2 separate regions of the Anas platyrhynchos genome follow, and region 2 is linked to region 1. Evidence: chromatin contacts called from public Hi-C data. All regions are on one chromosome and are shown on one strand. The core of a region is the stretch at or near the end of the contact, and the rest is flanking DNA. Distances in the headings are between cores, read along the strand shown. Region 1 has its middle 9.7 kb from the start of SSTR4. Region 2 has its middle 15 kb from the start of GZF1.

Region 1 (4,114 bases), core at 578-3,077:
CCTGCACAAAGGAGATGGCCGCGCAAACTCTTTAGGAAATGGCACTGAGATGTGAGTGCCGTTTGGGTGGAAAATGGGGTTTGGGCCTGCCGTTGGTGCTGGTCTGTGGCCACGTGGCATGGCGAGGGGCTGCTGTGCCCGCTGCCCACCACTGCCCCTGCCCCTAACTCGGTGGTGTTCTGCAGATTTGTGAAGGGGCGAGGGCTTGCTGGTGGACTGGCAGGGTAAAAGTGCATGAGAACATGGGAAAATGCAACGTGAGCTAAATATGCTTCAACATTTTTCAGTTATGCTCTGTCTTCAGCGTTTGAAGAGGCTGGTTTGCTCCTCAGAGCTGCAGCACGTTGGCCCCAGCTTGTACCCCAGTAGTCCGAACTAGTGCAATCACCAGCATCGAGTGAGTGCCAGCAGCACTGTGGCACAGGGAATTTCTTCCAGCTGACAGCAGCAGTGCCATCTGGTGACACAAAATAACAGCAGATCGGGCGAATTGTGTCAGAAATACATAACCGTGTTTTGCCTGCAGCCCTAATGGCAGCAAAGACTGTGCCTGGGGATGTGCGGGCTTCGCACCAGCAATGCGGTTGTGCTCAAGCAATGCATTGTGCACAAGTGATGCACTGTGCACAAACTATGTGTGCCTGTGCTTTGGACCCTGTGCATTGGGGATGAGTGAAAACCAGTGCAAATGAGGAGAGCATTTCCTCACTCAAGTCAGCCAAGGTCAGTGTCACGTGCTGGAATTCTTATTTCAAGCAATAAATCCTTAAGCCCAGACTTGCAGGAGCTCATGAGGAGCCACAGGGACAACTGAGACCTCTTATTAAATAGATGTTCTGCAATTATCTCCCCCTTGTGCCTCACTATTCCAGAACCCTGCTGGAGAATGCTTCACCAGGGAGCATCCCAGCACCCCAGCGTCTGAGCAGCTCAGCATCCCAGCTGAGGTCCACAATGCCCCTCATGCCCAGTGAGGGGCCGGGAGCTGCGTCCTCCCCCTGGCCACAGGCTGCAGCTCTTCTCTGCGCTTGCAGCACGGTGCTGAGGTGCAAGCCTGGCTTGCACTGCAGCACAGATCCAAGAGGCACAGTCGAGTTTCACTCATCGCTTACTGCTGGCCAACACACACATTTCTAAGTGAGCAAACTGTTTGCAGAAGTATTTCTTAGAGCTTCCCCAGTTCTGCCAGTGTCAGACACATCCGCCTCGTCCTTCCCACATCTTCCTTAGCAGCAGATCAAGTTTCTTTCTTTTCATACTCAGTTTGCTCTGAATTAAAAGGAAATAAATATGCTGCAGAGATTTCCATGACCTGATTCTGAACTGCTAATTCAGATGGACAGTTTCAATGCACGTTAGCGTCCCTTCAACTCACAAGAATGAACTGAATGTGTCTTTCTTTGTAATGCCTGCCCACCTCTATCAGCAAAATCCCAGCCCATGCAGGGTGCCCCCCACACAAGTCCTGTCCTGTCCCCCAGAACAGCCCTCTTCCCAGCCAGCCCCACAGACGTTTGCAGGAGGAGGGTTTGAACCTCAGGAAGCAGCATGAGTTACTGTGTGTCAAAAAAAAAGAAGAAAAAACCCTGCTTGAACTGAGGGCATCTGACAGCATGTACTCAGCCCCAGCCAAACTGGAAAAAAAAAAAAAAAAAAAAAAAAAAGCCAGGGTTCAATGACTCAGAAAGTGCTTGCTTTGCTAAACACATCGAAGTACCTTCCTCTCACTCAAGGGAAAGGGAGAGGAACTGGCTGGGACCCAGGCAGCCCTCTCTCCCTCCCAAATATTTTGAGTTATCAAAAAGCCTGAACAATTTCAGCTGAATCAGAACAGTTCCTGGCAGTTAGTAAGACATTGCTCATAAGCGAAACGTCCTGGTGTGGCCACGTCCTCCCAGCTCTGCTGGCAGCAGGACTCACAATGCTGCTACCCGAACTCCAGCGTGTCCTCTCCTCCTCCTCCTCACCAAGTCCAGGGAATGGGTTCCTGTAGGAAGGGGGCTGCTCAGCTTGTGCAAGAGCTGTTCCCATTGTGCTGACAGCATGCTGGACATGTGCTTTCATTCCTTATCCTGGCAATACCCCCAAACTAATTATCTTCTGCCCCAAAATCACAGCCAAGGGATTGGCCCCAGGTAGCAGGAGAAGCAGAAGAGCCTATGAATGCTGAGGGAAAGGTTAAGAGATAGGGAGCAGGCAGGTCTCTGTATTAGCAGCTGAGTAGTTAAATTAATGGATAAATGGGGACTCATCAGGTAGGCATCTGGGCCGATTGCTGCATTCCCATATAAATGCTGCAGAAGGGGCTAGTCCTCCTGTGGGAGGTTGGGCAGTGGGGTGCTGCTCCCTGCTGGGTGCTCTGCAGGGTGAGCAAAGCAGAGGGCTGCATGTGCTTTGTGCAGCTCTAAATCAAATCTGGCTGGGATCTACATGCACCGCAGGAGTACCCCCGACAAATGAGGGTTAGCACATCACTGCCTGGCATCCTACCACAGCTGGTCTCAGAAAAGGGATGACAGTGGAGACTTGTCCCTTGCATGGGGCACACGTAGAGTGCCCCGGCTTTGGCAACCCCCTGGGCAGCCTTTTCTTTGGTGAAAAGAAGAACCATCTACATGGTAACACGTGCCCCTTGGCTTTGGCTATGTCAAAATGTGGGCTCCTCGCCCTCGGAAACGGCAGAGCTTTGGTGAACCCAGGGTGCCTTTGTCCCACCTTTGGCAAACCCCGTTTTCCTTTTCCTTGCTAAACAGAAGAAGAAGGATCTATGTCACAATGCGGGCCTCTTGGCCTTGGCTACAGCAAAGTGTGGGCCACTTGGCAAAGCTTTGGGAAACCTTGGGCAACTCTGCCCCAAATTTGGCAAACAGCTATGTCCTTATCTTTGACAAAAAGAACGATCTACAGCAAGACGTAGGCCTCTTGGCCCTTGGCTATGGCAAGATGTGGGCCTCATGGCCTCAGCAATGGCAAAGCTTTGGCAAACCCTGGGTGCCTCTACCCCAGCTTTACCAAAGCCTGGTGTGCTTTTCTTTGATAAAAAGATGTGCGGTAAAATGTGGGCCTCTTGGCCTTGCCTACAGCAGAGTTTTGGCAAACCCTGGGCACATCTGCCCTGGCTTCGGCCAAAATGGCTTCATTTTCGTAGTTGAACAGGAAAAGAATGATCTAGGGAAGATGCGGGCCTCTTGGCCTTGGCTATGGCAAGATTCAGGCCTCTTGGCCTAAACTATGGAATAGCTTTGGCAAACACTGGGCAACTCTGCCCTGGCTTTGCCAAACCCCAGTGTCATTTTCTTTGATAAACAGAAGAACTATCTGCAGCATGATGCAGGCCTCTTGGCTTTGGCTGCAGCAAAACTTTGGCAAAACCTGGGTGCCTCTGCCCCAGCTTTAGCAAACCCCAACATCTTTTTCTTTGCTAAAAAGAAGAAATATCTATGTCAAAATGCAAGGCTCTTGGCATTTGCTACAGCAAAACATGTGCCAATTGGCCTCTACTGCAAAGCATTGTCAAACCCTGGGCGTCTCTGCCGCGGCTTTGGCAAACACTGACATCCGTTTTTCTTTGATGAAAATAAAAAGAACCGTCTACACAAGATTCAGGCCTCTTGGCCTCAGCTACGGCAGAGCTTTGGAAAACAGTGGGCATCTCTGCCCTGGCTTTGCCAAACCCCAGTGTGCTTTTCCTTCTTGAACAAAAGAAGAACAATCTACAGCAAGACGCGGACCTCTTGACCTTGGCCACGACAAAACTTCGCAAACCCTGTGCTACTCTGCTCTGGCTTTGGCAAACCCCAGTGTGCTTTTTTTTTTTTTTTTTTAATGAAAAGAACAATCTACAGCAACATGCAGGCCTCTTGGCTTCAGCTACAGCTGTGCTTTGGCAAACCCTGGGTACATCTGCCCCGGCTTTGCCAACCCACCTTGTCCTTTTCTTTTCTAAACAGAAGAAGAAAGATCTACATCAAAATGCAGGGCACTTTGCCTCTATTACTGCAAAGCTTTGGCAAACCTTAGGTGACTTTGCCCTGCATTTGGCAAACCCCGACGTCCTTTTCTTTGATGAAAAAAAAGAAAGATCTACGGCAAGATGTGGGCCTCTTGACCTCAT
Region 2 (4,114 bases), core at 1,044-3,543, 51 kb before region 1:
TGCTGGACGTCCCTGGAGGATGCGTGCTGGTGCTGGCAGCGAAGTGCTGCCACTGCAGCAGATGCCGGGATGATGCATGGAGGAGGTTGGTGCCAGCACCGTGCACTCCTGCAAACAGCAGCTGCACCCTGGGGGGGTGCATTGCCACCCGTGCCACTTCTAGTCCGATGTTTTATGTCCCGCCAATGCAGAACTGCAATAAGCAGCTCTTTGGTTGCACGATCGGAATCCTGTTCTCTTTATTCTCTGCACTGCCTCATGCAGGGCTCATGCTGTGCGTGGCACGAGCCGCTGCCCACCTGCACGGGCGCAGCTCTGCAGGAGCAAGCCGAGGGTTCGGGTTTGTGCCGGCTGCCGTGATGCAGCCCTGCTGCTCCCCCACACGTGAGAGCGGAGCCTCCCCATGAGCTTTTCCAGCATTTCACGGTAATTTGCTGAAAATGACGACAAACCACCCAGGAGATGTTTACCGGAGATGAAGCAGCTGGGTTGGGATGGGTGAGGGGGAACTCCAGTCTTGGAAGCCCTTTCCCTCAGTGCAAAGGGCAGTCTCAGGGGGCAAAGAGGATGTGAAGCATGGGGCAGGTGGTCGCCAGGCATCCCACAGCCACCGCCAAGCTTTTGGGTGCATTTTGTGACAGCCTAGGACATGAATTTTTCCTTCAGTCCTTCTGTGTATCCAGTCCTTAATTCTGCGCTCCTTTCCTTCCTGCAAAAACAGGGGGAGGGAATATTTGGGGAGTGAGGTCAGTGGAAAGGCTGCACTTGCCTCCAGCTGGGCTTGGATGAGGCCAGGGCACGCAGGTGGCTGTGGGGACGGGCTGTGGGATGTGCCGCGAGCTTTCCCTTCACACCCGCTGGTGAGCAGCCCAGCCAGGGCTGGGGGCTTGCAGTCATGGGGAAAGCGGGCTGTGAGAATCACCACTCCTGTGCTTCGAGTGGCAAAATCACTGGTCATGCTCAGGGAAAAATCACTACAGGCTTGGAAAAAAAGTCTGCAAAATTTTTTTCCTTGTTTTGAAGGAAAATGTTCATCTGGCTGTGCTGATTGTAGCTCACACAGCGGTAAAGCTCCTGCCACTATTGGTGTCGGAGGAGCAGGAGCACAAGAAGCACCACGGAGGAGCGAAGCAGGGTGCAGGGGAGGTTTTCTTCTCGAACGACTTCTAGCACGATCATTTTATTTTGCAGTAACCCAATGATTTACACCAGGATTGTTATCAACACCAGCAACCGTTTGGTGTGGTTTGGTCTCCTGGCTGGCGCTCCTCACGAAGCTAATGGCAAACCCTCGCGTCCTGCACAAGCCCTGTTCCCCTTTCTGCTCCCCTCAAGCTCTCGAGCACGTGGAGGCTGTGGTTTCATGACTGAGCAGGGCTGCCTGCTCAGTGAAAAAAGATAACTTGCAGCTGGAGGTTTTGCTTTGTGCAAGTACAATGGAAGGGGAAAGCAATATTATCCAGCAGCGAGAAAACTTGTGCGATTGCTGAGAGCGGAGCTGGAATTTTTCTCCCCCCGAAAGACAAACAAATCTGCAAAATCTGCGCCCGGGCTGTCCCGTGGCCCCTCGCTGCCCTAGCTGCTGGGGGGGGGACCATCTTTCACTCCCCACCTTTCTCCTCCCGCTGCTCCTTTTTGGATAACAATGGCAGGATCCAGATGCTTATCTGCAGAGATTATTTCATGGGAGGCCGTGCAGCAAAACGGTGCAAGGACTTTGTGTGTGAATGGGGGCGATGCAATCCCACACCAGCCGCCGCCCTGGTGAGGCGCGCACTTGTGTTTCTCACCTGTGGGCAAATCACCAAAGTGCAGGAAAAAAATTAAATGCTGCCAAGGGGCGGCAGCATCCCTCGGCACAACTCCAGAGCAGGCACCTTCATCACCAGGGGAGCGTGCGCCCCTTGCAGCCCCGGGGCTTCTCCCCAGTGCCAGCGAGCCCAGCAGTGGGTGTCCGCGAGAAGAAAATCAAACCCAAACTGATGGAGCCGAAACTTTTTTTTCTGCCTTTCCTTTCCCCATAACCCAGGCCCTGAGGACTGGCATTTCCAACAGCCACATGCTGTGAGAACGCACGCACCGAGGACAGTCTATTTCCCCCCCAAGATAACCAGAAACCGCACAATAAAACCCCCCGTATTTAACTGGCAGCCACAACAGCCCTGAGGATCTCTGCCAAAGGAACCAAACAACTTTTTGGAACCAGATTTTCAGAACAGCACAGCCCCAGAGCAGCGCGTGGGGACAAGCCCAGCTCACATAACACGGTGACGAGGCACAGAAAGCCAGCTGTGGTGAAGATGGGCTGCACAGGATCCGTGCTGTGCCGCCTTCTGAGTCACTGCTCTTAGCATAAGGTTGCATCACTGCATAAATAGATTTATGGCAGAGTTCGCTGGAAGAATGCCTGTGTTTTGATCGTTCTTGGTCTCAGACTGATGCTCAGCAGGGAGGTTTTGGAGCTGTGGTGATGGCTAGGAGGAGAGCTGGCGCACTGGGCACCTTTCCCACGGTGGTGAGAGGAGCGAGACGGGTTTTCCATGCCAGCATCCTCCTCCTCCGAGTCCTGGTTGCTTTCCAGAGAGGGCATTTGTGTTTGCTCTTTATTTTTATTTATTCTATGTTCATACACAGGCCACGCTTGGGCTCAGGCAGCCCCAGGCCCCAGCACTGTGGGGTGATGTGGAGGCACGCACTGGATGTGGCGGCAGAGCTGTCTGAGACTGCCCCAAGGGCGCGATGGCCGTAGAAAACTGCTGATGCTTTCCTGTATTGCGGGGTGCCTCCCTGCAGGAAATAATGCATTGTGGCGTGGGGCGCTTCAGTTTCCTGCATGGCCCCAGCAGGCACCGCTTTGCTGGGAAGATGGGTTTTGTGCCCCCACCGAATGGGAAGGACAGCGTAACATCCCCAAAAGCTCTGCAGGGGTTCAACAGGCAGCCCCCCTAAACAAAGATGAGTTTAAGGACACGGTCCCCAAATGCTGTCGATTCACGTGTCATTCTGCTCTGAGACCGAACCATTACATGCCACAGCAGCAGAGGCATGGCTAATTACTAATTGCTTTACTATTTGGTAATTAATGCCACAAACACAAGGCTGAGGAACTGGGGAGGAGGAAGGGGGCTTTGGGAACCAGAATGATGCAGCTGGGAGGGGGGAGGGACCCTGCTGCCACAGCGACCTTCAGGTGGGATCTGTTCCTCTCCATGGATGTCTGCGTTGAGGTTTTTCTGTGCCACGTCCTGCCAGGGACCACCATGCTCTCCTCTGAGCATATTTCCCAGGACAAGTCCTGCAGGGCCAAAACTGATGCTGGAGCAGAGAAAGTGCCCTGCAAACGTGAGCGTTGCCTGCACGTGTGCTTTTTTTTTTTAAGGCACAGCACGGCACGCCTTTGAATTCAGCCATGGGCGGCTGCCGAACAATGCTGAACATCATTTCCAGGACAGTCTGGCTTTGGTAACGCCTTAATAAACTTTTCCCTTTGTTTGAAATCTTGGTTTCCTTTTTCTGGGTCGTTAAGCCGCTTCCTCCTGTTCTCTTGGGTTCTTCTGATCGAGGTGGAGACACGTTCTGGACAAAGCCACATTATTGTCTTGGCAGGGAGGTGCTGGGCAAACTCCTTTGCTGACCCTGCGCGCATGCATTATCTGTGTCCGCACATGGACCTATCTGTGTGCAGTTCCACCTACGTTTATATGCACATCCATGCATGCACTTGAATGTGCACACGTACACCAAGTGAGGGGCAAGCAGTGATTGCCCCGCATGCTCTGGAAGGGCACGGAACAGCCACAGGGGCTCCCAAATTGTCCCCCAGAGGCTCCAGGAGCCTGCAAGGGTCTCGGTGGGACTGCTGCGTGTGTTGTCCCTCTGCCAGCCTCACGGCTCTGCCACCAGGGGCACAGGGACCCCAGCCAAAGGGCTGCTGCATCTCAAGTGGGCCCAGCCCCTACCTGTGCCTGCAGGTAGCTTTTTATTTAAAACCAACAAACAAAACAACAACAACGCTGTTTTATTTGCTTTAGTTTAAGTGCGAGGGTTGGGCAGATCTCCAGGGATTTCTGTGCAACGGGCCTAGAAGCTTTTTCACAAAATAAAATCTGAAGCA

What was found. A called contact is a pair of places that touch in the nucleus more often than the background predicts.
Region 2: a contact with region 1 is called in a Hi-C map of skeletal muscle, with 2.8 times the contacts expected there. The contact joins two enhancer-like sites. A contact is called at or near these places in 5 of 8 Hi-C or Micro-C datasets (liver, skeletal muscle and subcutaneous adipose tissue).

Annotation. Positions count from the first base shown.
Region 1 is chr3:3,573,329-3,577,442 of IASCAAS_PekinDuck_T2T, reverse strand. No RefSeq gene overlaps it. Among named protein-coding and RNA genes, the nearest start is that of SSTR4, 9.7 kb to the left of the region's middle. Within about 2 kb of position 1,827, at least 3 of the 8 cell types and tissues checked have an H3K27ac peak or open chromatin away from gene starts, as enhancers often do.
Region 2 is chr3:3,624,855-3,628,968 of IASCAAS_PekinDuck_T2T, reverse strand. No RefSeq gene overlaps it. Among named protein-coding and RNA genes, the nearest start is that of GZF1, 15 kb to the left of the region's middle. Within about 2 kb of position 2,293, at least 2 of the 8 cell types and tissues checked have an H3K27ac peak or open chromatin away from gene starts, as enhancers often do.